Regions from separate parts of the Macaca mulatta genome. Here region 1 is linked to region 2. The links are chromatin contacts, called in public Hi-C maps. All regions are on one chromosome and are shown on one strand. Each heading gives the region's core, a stretch centred on a gene start, on an enhancer-like site or on the middle of the called end of the contact. The rest is flanking DNA. Distances are from core to core; before and after follow the strand shown.

Evidence for each region. Hi-C and Micro-C count contacts between places; a contact is called where the count stands out from the background.
Region 1: a Hi-C map of fetal cortex germinal zone shows a contact between it and region 2, with 3 times the contacts expected there. The contact joins the promoter of FAM210B here to the promoter of PFDN4 in region 2. A contact is called at or near these places in 2 of 14 Hi-C or Micro-C datasets (fetal cortex germinal zone and fetal cortical plate).

What each region holds. Positions count from the first base shown.
Region 1 is chr10:109,124,041-109,130,014 of T2T-MMU8v2.0, forward strand. It overlaps FAM210B (family with sequence similarity 210 member B), which reads left to right and starts at 4,358. Exons shown (of 3, transcript XM_001090987.5): 1 at 4,358-4,563. The coding sequence starts at 4,378.
Region 2 is chr10:107,033,233-107,039,142 of T2T-MMU8v2.0, forward strand. PFDN4 (prefoldin subunit 4) reads left to right here and starts at 3,114. Exons shown (of 4, transcript NM_001266117.2): 1 at 3,114-3,247. The coding sequence starts at 3,224.

The sequences.
Region 1 (5,974 bases), core at 3,108-5,607, 2.1 Mb after region 2:
GGATTGCTTGAGCCAGGGTGGCTGAGGTTGCAGTGAGCCATGATCGTGCCACTGCACTCCAGCCTGGACAACAAAACAAGACTCCATCTCAAAAAAAAAACAGAAGGACACTGTTAAATAGGCAGTAAAAATCACCATGACAACTCAAGGGAGAGAGATTACGAAAAGAAGAAAACAGCTTCATATTGTAATACCTTAAAAGGCACTTCTTGCCTGCTTTTTTAATTATTATTTTTTATTGTACTATTTTATTTTATTTTGAGACAGGGTCTCACTGTCACCCAGGCTGGAGTGCAGGGGTGTGATCATAGTTCACTGCAACCTCTTCTCCTGGGCTCAAGCAATCCTTCCACGTCAGCCTCCAGAGTAGCTGTCACTATAGGCGCTGTCACCCCGAGACAGCAAGAACAACCCTTCCTCTTCCCTTTCCTCCTCAGCCAACTCAGTGCAAAGATGACGAAGATGAAGACCTTTTTTTTTTTTTTTTTTTCTTAAGATAGAGTTTTGCTCTTGTTGCCCAGGCTGGAGTGCAGTGGCGAAATCTCAGCTCACCACAACCTCCGCCTCTCAGGTTCAAGCTGTCCTCCTGCCTCAGCCTTCCGAGTAGCTGGGATTACAGGCATGCACCACCACACCTGGCTAATTTTTTTTTTTTTTTTTTTTTTTTTTTTTTTTTTTTGTATTTTCAGTAGAGACCAAGTTTGGCCATGTTGGCCAGGCTGGTCTTGAACTCCTGACCTCAGGTGATCGGCCTGCCTCGGCCTTCCAAAGAGCCGGGATTATAGGCGTGAGCCACTGCGCCTGGCCTTACATGGCTGCCTTTAATGTCAGATTCTCAAGTTAAGAACATAAAAGTTGGTCCTACATTTCTCTGCTAAAGACACCATTTAGAGTCAGGATAAATAGACACTCTTGGCTAGGCGCAGTGGCTCATGCCTGTAAGTCCAGAACTTTGTTAGGCCCAGGCGGGTGGATCACCTGAGGCCAGGAGTTTGAGACCAGCTTGGCCAACATGGTGAAACTCCATCTCTACTAAAATTACAAAAATTAGCCAGGCATGGTGGTACACTCCTGAGGTCCCAGCTACTCAGAAGGCTGAGGCAGGAGGATCATTTGAGCTTGGGAGGCAGAGGCTGCAGTGAGCTGAGATCACACCACTGCACTCCAGCCCCGGTAAACAGAGCAAGATTCCGTCTCAAAACAAACAAACAAACAAACAAACAAAAAAACCCTCTCATTTGCTGTACTCTGCAACCTTTATGGAGTGAAATTTTGCCATTTCTTTAAATTTACAAATACACATATCTTCTCACTAAGCAATTTCACTTTGAGGAATGTATTACATAGGTATACTTAGACAAGGCAAATGATAGAAGTACCCACTGGTTCATCACAGCATGGTTTATGATCACAAGAACTGGAAAATACCCTAAATACCCTAATTGTCCACCCACAAGGGATTGGTTAAATGCATTACAGCACCCTGGAATACACTGGAATGCTAAGCAGATTTTTTTAAGAATATGGAAGATTTTTGTGTACAGATTCGGAAAACTCTAAAATATATTGGAAGCGAAAAAGTCCAGGTGAAGAACATTGTGTATACTATGCCCCACTTGGGTAAAAATAGCGATGAAAACCATTTGTGGGAATTTGCCTGCACACGTGTAAAATTCTCTAGAAGGATATGCACAAGCAACTGGTAACAGTGTTTGCCTCTAGAGAGAAAAAAATGAGGAGAACCGGTCACTGGGATAGGAAGGAAACTTGTCATTGTGTAGACTTTTTGTACCTTTAAAAATCTGAACCATGAGAATACATTATCTATTCATGAAAATGAAGAAATTAAAATAAATATAGCTCCTGCATGAGCTGCTGCTCCAAAGAGACAAAGAGAGCTGACATCATAAGAAAAAAAAACAAAACTGTCACAAGTTCAGGCAGACAGCAGCTCCAATACATTTTGTTAAGAGGAAAAGTTTCTTCACATTTAGAAGAAAAAAATAACCTAAAGTCTATAATTACAGTATTATATTTACCGTCAAATTTAAAGGGAAAAACAAAATTATCTTTTTCTCTTCTCTAATAAGCGTAGAGCATGAATCACAAACTCAACTGCCCTTTAAACCCAGGCAGGTAACTTAAATGAATGAAGAAGGCCTGGTGACAAGAAAATCGTGGGCACTTTGGGAGGCTGAGGCAGGCGGATCATGAGGTCAGGAGATCGAGACCATCCTGGCTAACATGGTAAAACACCGTCTCTACTAAAAATACAAAAAATTAGCCCGGTGTGGTGGCGAGTGCCTGTAGTCCCAGTTACTCGGGAGGCTGAGGCAGGAGACTGGCGTGAACCCGGGAGGCAGAGCTTGCAGTGAGCCAAGACTGCACTTTAGCCTGGGCAACAGAGCAAGACTCTGTCTAAAAAGAAAAAGAAAATGATGGGAACAGTGAGGAACTTGAGATCAGATGCCATCTGGAGGTGGCACTGTCACCGGCTGACAGAGGGGCTTCAGGCAAGCTGTTTCTACAACATCACAGCTAACGTGTGTGCCCTCTCTGTGCACCAGGCACTGAGCAAAGCCCTTTCCAAGAACTGTGTCAAAGAATTATCTCAACAATCCCATGGGGGAAAACTATTATCATCTTCATTTTACACATGAAAAGACCAAGGCTCAGAGAGGTTGAGTCACTAGTTCCAAATCACACAGCTGGACTGATAGGGCCAACCTGACAGACAATCTGCACCTGTAAGCACTCTTCCCCAACTTCTTGCAGGCACTTAAACAGAAGCACTCTCATCCAGGGGCACTTTGGGACCTCCCTCCAACAGACCCTGTTATTTTCACAGCTATAACTCCATCTTATGTAATAAACATTTCTAAATGCACATATGTTTCATATCATTTCTTTGCCTGTGTAAGAGCTTCGTTGAGTTGAATTGCAGTTGACTAACAGAATGTTACATCTTTTGTAAAATCTAATTCTTTTTCTTTTTCTAGAGAGACAGGGTCTCGCTTTGTCGCCCAGGCTGGAGTTTAGTAGCATAATCGTGACTCCCTGAAACCTGGACCTCCTGGGCTCAAGCAATTCTGCGTCAGCCTCCCGAGTAGTTGGGACTACAGGTGCGTGCCACCACACCTGGCTAATTTATTTTTATTTTTGTAGTGACGGGGTTTCGCTATGTTGCTCAGGCTGGTCTTGAACTCCTGAGCTCAAGTGATCCTCCCACCTCAGCCTCCCAACGGTCTTGGATTATATGAGCCCCTCCGCCCAGCCGGAACATCTTTATTGAAGTATAATTTACATAGCATAAAATTCATCCATTTTAAGTGTACTGACCCACGAGTTTTAGTTGCACAGCTGCCACCATCCCCACAATCTGGGTTTAGGATCCTTCCCTCACCCGCAAGACGTTCCTCCCGCTCCTTGGCAGTCAATCTCATTTCCCACTCCCAGCCCTAGGCCACCACGGATCTTTTAGGTCTCTGTGATTTTGCCTATTCTGGGCACTTCGTGTAGGTGGAATCCTCCAATGCGTGACTTTTGTGCCTAGAGTTTTTCAGTTGGCATAAGAGCTTTGAGATTCATTTATGTTATGCATGTATCAGTAGTCCGTTCCTTTTCATTGCTGCAAAGCGTTCCATTGAAGGCTTGTGCCACAGTGTGTCCCAGTTTATGGACATTCCTAATTATTGACTAATATTTATAAGCTCTCTACAAACGTTGGTGTCTTCACATTTTAGTCTTTGAGTGTCGAGCCCTTGTTTCTCTTGAGAAGCTACCGAGGAGTGGAGTTGCTGGGTTATATGGTTAGTGTATGTCTAACTTTTTAAGAAACTGCCACACCACCTTTCGCTTTACATTCACGCCAACAATCTATGAGGGTCATTTACAGGACTTTTCATTAAACATGCACTAATGTCAATTCTCATATTTATTTTCTTCTTTGGAGCTAACACGTAAACATATCTATAATCTTTTTCAGGTTTTACGCATTTCTGCAGGGAGGAAAGCTCATAAGCCACGGCCCTATGCCCACCTTTGTGCCCGCAGAATAAGGAAACCCGCGAACTACACTCCGCAGTTAGAAAGCCCGAGACCCTGCGAAGACCTGCACCCGCCCCCAAAGGGGCGGGCCTGGTGAGCGGAGAGGAGGCGGGGCGCGCTCCTTCAGCCCCGCCCACCAGCCCTGGACTCCCTCTCCCGAGGAGGGGAGCTAGAGGGTGAGCCAAGGGAATGTGCACACGCCTCTCCAGCCCCGCCCACCGCGCGTGCCGTGGCGCCCCTGGCGGGCGGGGCCGGGGAGGGCCCTCGCCGGGTCAGCTCCGCCCACCCGCCCCCAGTCAGCAGCTCCGGTGCCGCGCCTAGCTGCGCGCCATGGCCGGGTTGCTGGCGTTACTGGGCCCGGCAGGCAGGGTGGGCGCCCGGGTCCGGCCTCGCGCCACCTGGCTCCTGGGCTCCACTGCCCCCTGCGCCCCGCCGCCCCTGGCCCTGGCCCTGCTCCCGCCCAGGCCAGACGCCCGGCTGCTCCGCACGGCGCGCGGGGACTACCGCGGCCGCCAGGTAAGCACCCCACCCCGACCCTGATCCCGGGGGATGTCCAGGTCCCCAGACGTCCGCAGGGCCGCGCCCGGGGCCGGCCGCCTCCGCCAAGGACGCCTTTGCACTTGTAGCTGCCCGAGACCGAGCCCTTCCAGGGTCCCCGAAACCCCAAATCCCTACAAGCCAAGGAAGCATTCCTCCTAGTTGACAGCCAGAGAAACTGAGGCTCGGGAAGGTATGGCGCTCTACGCAAGGTCGCTCAGTCTTCGGCCGAGCCCCGGGTCTGCAGAGCCTCAGCCAGGCTGGGGCGCAGCCGACGGAGTTGCAGATGGGCCTGGACTTGGTCTGAACTTCCTCACGTTGCCCGCGGGGTTGTTGTCCAGGCCTTCTGGCTGGGTCTGGCTGCGTCTCGCTGTGTTTTGAACACCTCCCGACGCTCGCAGCTCCTCCCTTTTGATCTAACTGGAAGAGCAGGCGTCCCCAGGGAAGCCGCGGCCAAGGAACCCACAGTGCTGTTTGTTATGTTTCATTTCTGTCACCTTCCATGGGTGCTAAGTGAAAACTGATTTTCATTCAGAGCAGTCATAGCAGCTTTCCTTTCAAGAAATCTATCACTTTCTTCCAAGTGGGTCTTTTTCAGTAAAAATAGTAGTAAATAATGAAGTCTGGCGGTCCAGGAATGGCAAACCCATACGCGCGGAGCCGGCGTCTAGCCCGGAGCGCGTCCGGCCTCGCAGTCTGGAGCCTCTTTGTTTGCCTGGGTGCAGACAGGGCCCTCCATTGACCACCGGGTGACCTCAGACCGAGCCCTGAAGGCTTTTGAGCTTGTTTTCTGACCTTTTAGAGGGCCAAAAATAGCGCCTTCCCAGCAAGAGTTTGGAAGACAACTCCATGAGCTGGTGCGGGCCTCAGCGTAGTGCCGCCGGCCCAGCGAGCATCTCCTGAGCATTCCCTACCTTTTCAGTGAGGAGCGGATGGGGATTGGACCCAGGCTTTCACCAGGCCTCCTGCCCACATCGGCTTCCTTCCTTGCCTTCTCCAGTCCGACAGGTGGCACACAGGTCTTGGGGATCCTCTCCAGAGGGGCACCTTCTGCACACACCGTGCCACCTCCTGGTGATTGTTCAGGGCCCAGCCCAGCTGTTCCTGCCTCCAGGAAGCCCTCTCTAACCACCTGTGAGGCCTCCGATGCCTCCACTGGGCCTCCTTCCACCCCATGGCTGTGGGTCTTCTCTGCACTCATCTGGAATGGCCTCTTGTCCTGCTTGTCTGTCAGCCACATTGACCTTGTCCCCAGCTCGGGCCCTGGCACTGGAGCGGCTTGTGTGTATACAGTGGCGAAGAGTTGGCCGCAGACTCCCTGGATTCCTCTCTACTCACTTGTGTGACCTTGATCAAATTCCCTTCTCTCTGTCTCAGTATCCTCATATGT
Region 2 (5,910 bases), core at 1,864-4,363:
TTTTGCCATGAAAGTAACTTGTCTAACACCAAAACTAGAAAGTGGTGGAGGTATGATTTGAACCAAGGCAGTCTGGCTCCAGTACGCCCTTTAATGAGTCTTAAACACTTTACTCATGCAAGTTAGGTGACAGGAGCTGCAATGTCCACTATGAGCTACCCACTCCGGGACACAGCTGACTTTATACGTGACTTGTAGTGATGTGCAAATCCTGGTGCTTGGAGAGTGGTCTCTGGAGCCAGGTTCGCCAAGAGTTCAAACCCAGGCTCTGGTACTTCCTGGCTGCTGTAGCCTTGGCCAGGTAGCTTTGTCCTTCTGAAACGCTATTTCCTCTCCTGTAAAATGGTCGATAACAATATTGTGTGGTATGGGGAGGATTAAAACATTTAACAACATGCAAGTCACAGAATATGTACCGTGTCAGTTTTATATGTTACTATTACTGTTGCATTAGTCCGTTTTCACACTGCTGATAAAGACATACGCAAGACTGGGTAATTGATAAAGAAAAAGAGGTTTAATGGACTCACAGTTCCACGTGGCTGGGGAGGCCTCACAATCATGGCGGAAGGCAAAAGGCACATCTTATGTGGTGGCAGACAGGGAGAATGAAACAAGAGAAAGGGGAAACCCCTCATAAAACCATCAGCTCTCATAAGACTTATTCACTACCACGAGAACAGTATAGAGGAAACCACCCCCATGATTCAGTTATCTCCCACCAAGTCCCTCCCACAACACATGGAAATTATGGGAGCTACCATCCAAGAAGAGATTTGGGTGGGAACACAGTCAAACCATAACAACTATCATTATTATATATTTCAGCGAAAGGCAAAGGTTAGCATAGATGAAGGTTGAGGTCCCTTCTGGTCCTAAGATCTATGAATTTGAGGATTGAAGTGCTTCTCTCTTTGAAACCCCCTATGCTACTTTCAGTCCCCACCATACAATTACACTTCCTCAAAATTCATGCTCCATTGTTCCTCACCTTTCAACTCAGCCATTTCTCAATAAAGGTTTGAAAAAGTCAGAGTTCTTTCTCTCTTTCTCTCTCCCTCCCCCGGTTTGGCCTTACCAAGGTCTAAAACACACTCAGATCTGGCCCCTGCCTTGCACCCCAGCCTCGCTCCATGCTGCTCAGTCCTTTCTACCATGTCTCACCAGGCTCTTTCCCTCTCAGCCCTTCAGCCCTGGGGCCCACTTTCATCTCCTCTCCCCATGCTGAGGCCTCCCATTTTCTCTTAGCTTGGAGGCCAGTTCCAGAGCCGGCCCCCACCCCTCCCCTCTGTGCTCTGCCTCAGCACCTCATTTATCTCCTTCATGCACTTGGTACCATTTGTGACAATTTTGCCCTTTATTTCTGTCTCCCTCTCCACCATTTGTTTCTTGCAGTGCTTTTACATTGAGCTCTGGAATAAACAGGTGTCACTGATGGAGCATATCCTATGCGCCAGACCCTGTGCTAAAATTTAACCCTGGAAAAACATTTTTATTCAACAAATACTTTTTTTGAGCACATATAAGCTACACACTGGAAAGTCCCAATACTAAGGGCCTGGAGAGCCCAGAACAGTCAGGAGAACAGGCAATGCCCGTGGCGGGCTAGGTGGTTCGGTGGGGAGAGCACAAGGTGCTGTAAGGTCTCATTCCCCTCATTGAACCAAAGAGGAAATTGGGACTTTGAGAAAGGAGGTGGCTTGTCAGGGGCAGTTCTCAAGCTGTGGTCCATGAACGTCGGGAGTCCCTGAGACCTTTTCAGGCATCCATGAGGGCCTCCCTTTCCCAACTGCATGATTTGTGTGAGGCTGGGGTTTTTCATACCTACAACTAGACAACTAAACAGTATATTTGGAGAGACTGAATGCAGAAGTACACATGAGAATCTAACCTTCCATTAAGCCTGATATTAAAGACATCAGTGAAAATGTAAAACGATGACAGTCTTCTCAATTTGTTTTTGTCTTAGAAAATATAGGTATTTTTAAAGTGTGATTTTTATTACCATGGAATGGAGTTTTATATTATTTTAAATGAATTAATAACTACATTTTTAAAATTCTGCTTTAATTTCTAATACAGCAAATATCGATAAATAACCCACATAAAAATTCTCTGGAGTCCTCAATAATTTCTAGGAGTACAAAGAGATCCTAAGGCCAAAAAAAAAAAAAAAAAAAAAAAAATTACTAATTGGGAGATACAAGTGTCAGAATATACAGTAACTGTTCAGTAATATTGCTGTAAATTAATCAATAGGATTGCCTATTCACAACAGCAAAGGCATGGAATCAACCCAGGTGCCCATCAGTAGTGGATAGGATAAAGAAAACGTGGTCCATATACACCATGGAATACTATGCAGCCATAAGAAAGAACAAAATCATGTTCTTTGCAGCAACATGGATGCAGCTGGACATCATTATCCCAAGTGAATTAACAAAGAACAGAAAATCAACCACTCATGTTCCCACTTACGAGTGAGAGCTAAACACTGGGTAATCATGGACATAAAGATGGGAACAACAAATGCTAGGGATTCCAAACACGGGGAAGGAGGCAGGGGAAAGGTGTTGAAAAATTACCTAGGGAGTACTATGTTCACTACTTGGGCAACGGGATCATTAGAAACCCAAACCTTAGCGCTATGCAATATATCCGTGTAATAAACCTGCACACCTACCCCCTGAATCTAAATTTTTAAAAAAATTACATTAAAAGATAGGAGCGCCTCCTCCTTTACACCACCTGAATTATCATGGCACGTAAGTCTCACACCCTATTTGCCAAGGCCATTCGTTCCTAGCTCTTTTACAGGGAGGTCAGCTTTCTCAATGCAAGTCTGTGGGACGGATGCAGAAAAATTCCCCCAGCCTCCCCTTTGATCCTGCCCCAGCTGGTCCCCGCCACGCTGAGGGACGCGTACCCTGGGACGCGCACCCTGCTGCCCGCAGCCGGAGCCGTTCGCCACACCCCCGTGTTTATGTCGGCCCACGGGGGTTGCCTGTCCCTTTAATTGGCATGTACCAAGTCTTTCCAGGTCACATTTCCTCCCTACGTCCCAGCCGTTTGGAATCATTAGCCAAAAGTCCAAGAGGAGGGAATGTGGAGACAGTGTTGTATTTCTGCGGGGAGTTCTGGGCCGACCGGGAGCGAGAGAACGCTCGAGGACGAAGCGCGCCATTGCGGCCCTCCCCGCCGCGTGCCGTAGTCCAGTCCCAAGATGGCGGCCACCATGAAGAAGGCGGTGAGTGGGGCGCTCGGGGCTCTGGATGCGCGGGTGGCGCCGAATCTCGGCCGCGGGGGTTGGGGCGCGGGATGCTGGGGGTGCGCAGCTCCGAAGCCCGGCGTGGGACCCGAGGCCGAGGCCGAGGCCCTGAGAGCGGCCCCGCGGCAAGGCCTGCCCGCGCCTGGCGCCCTGAGCGTTTTCCTAGGCACCTGGCCAGCCGAGGCGGGGAGCCGGGGCTGGGGCCGGGAGCCTCCGAGGGCCCTGGGCCGCCTCCCGCGATGCCGAGGGTGCCCCCGGGGAGTCTGAGGAATCTGCAGCCCCAGCCTTGCCCCTAAGGTGTGGGAAGTCGAAGGTCTCGTTGAGTGTGGTTGGCCTTGACTCGGGCGTTGCACCGGCATGATCGCATTAGCCTCATTGGTTATGGGTAGCTGCTGCTGGGACCGTGGTTACGGGTGAGGAAACTGAGGCCCAGAGATGGGAAGTCACCTGCCTCAGGTTACGCAGCTCATAAGGGGGACAGCAGGTTCCTGCATCCCCGGATTATCAGGCCCAAGAGCCCCCGTGTCCAACCCGGAGCTGCCCATGTCCACGCTCTATGCCCCTGAGTCCTCCAGGCTAAAACCAGTATTTATTGAAGACGGACGATCTGCCGGCCCAGCAGCCGGCCCTTTATCCGTTATCCTCCCCGCAGCTCAGCAAGTGCAATGGGTTCCTCCCCACTTTGCAGGTAGAGAAACTTAGACACAGAGCAGTTAGGGGCCCCAAAGTGACTCAGCTAGTAAGAAGCTGAGCTGGAGTTCGAACTCAGGTTTGGTTTGGTTTTTCTCAAAGCACACCTATGTAACCACTAAGCAGGCTAAACTTCCATGTCGGGTTTATAAATCCGTGGCTTCCCAGATGTGTAAAGATAGCTAGACAGAAGAAAAAGAAAAGTGGAGAGGGGGAAGGAAATAACGACTGACAATTTGGGGAGCTTTACAGTGTGCTAGGTATAGCTGTACTTTTTTTTTTTTTGGGTGTATTGTTTATCTTATGTACTTTAGGGGAGATACTGTTTTTATCCTTATTTAACAAATGAGAAAACAGGCACGGAGGCAAAGCTAGCATTTAAACACAGGCATTCTGACTCCGGAGTCTGAGTTTTAAACTGCTATAGGGGGTCTTCCATGAGAATCTCTTGGCTGGCGGGATTTGCATTCATTCCACTTTTAAGACCACATTAGAACTTCCTTTGCTTTACCCCCATCCAGTACCACATAGTCTATGCCATCTGTGCCTGGTGTAGGGTGACCCATTGCCCCGTTTTATATGAAATTGAGGGACTGCCAAAACTGGGAACGCCCCAGCTAACTCAAGATGTGTTGCTCACCCTACTATTCTGCCATCCAAAAATTCTTACTGAGTCCCAGAGTAGGGTCCAGGGCCATGGTGATTCAAAACAGTATGAAACTTGGTGAGATTCACTTCACCTCTAGTTTGTGAAATTGGGCCCTCTGGTGTTAGGTATGGCCTTTAATTCCTTGAAAGATACTAGTTGTGGTTCACTCCGTTTTATAGGTATGGAAACTGAAGTGCAGAGAGGTGAAGTAAATGGTCAAAGAGGAAATGGCAGAAGAATGATTTGAACCCTGGATTTTGATTGCAAAATTTCTAATTATCAACTTTTGTTTTCCCCCTTTCATTGATTCAGTAAATTTTTGGGGGCATGTAATATGGCATAGTCTCAGTTTTAAGTGGAGACAACTGCGGTGACCAGTGAGGAAGTTCTTCTCCCCTTATTCTTATAGCCCCAAAGAACGTATGTTCCAGGACAGAGGCAGGCATTACTCACATAGTCACACAGAAAACTAGTTTCTCTGGTGAGAACTGTGAAGGAAAAGTACTTACGAAATGAGGGCCAAAATGAGGTCTGTTTTGAGATCAGAGAAGGCTTTCCTGGGAAAGTGCCATTTAAGTTGAGATCTGTGAGATTATGTAAGGAAAGAAAGGGAGAGTTGGATAGAGAATGAAGCATTCTAGAGAGGAGTATCTGCAGAGACTCTGAGTACATTTAATACAAGGAAGGCCTGATGGCAGATAATCAGGGGAAGAAAGTTTGAGCCATGATGGGAAAAGAACTTGTAGAAGGGTAGGTGGTGGCCAAAATATAAAAGATCTTCGTTAACTTTGAAGCCTTTGAGAGTCACATGATAGATGTAATGTCCTCCTGTAGATGTTTCCAGTGTTATGAACAATTCCCGATAGATTATCTTACATGTACGCTTTTCCCCTTTGCCCTCAATGGGAGAAAACAAACATGTATGCCAGTGAGTGAGAGTGAGACAGAGAGAGAGAGCCCTTTGAGTTTAATGAAAAGCAAATCATGTACAATCTGGAGTACTTTACATTTGTAACACATCGTTATCTCTCAACTGGTCATGATTTTGCTGGGGAGAATGTTTAGATGAGATGATTCAGTACTCTCATCTCTAAAGTTCTGCCTTCTAAGATCCAGTTCTTGACCATAAGGAGATCTGCACTTTGATTTCTGTTGATTATCCTACATACAAATGTTCTTTCCTCAGAGAGGCTACCTTTGACCTTTATCTAAAGAAGCCTCCTTCACTCCCCAGGCCCCCAAAACTTTCTTCTCCTAAGCTATTGTATTTTCATCATCACGTTTGTCACCATCGAACATTATC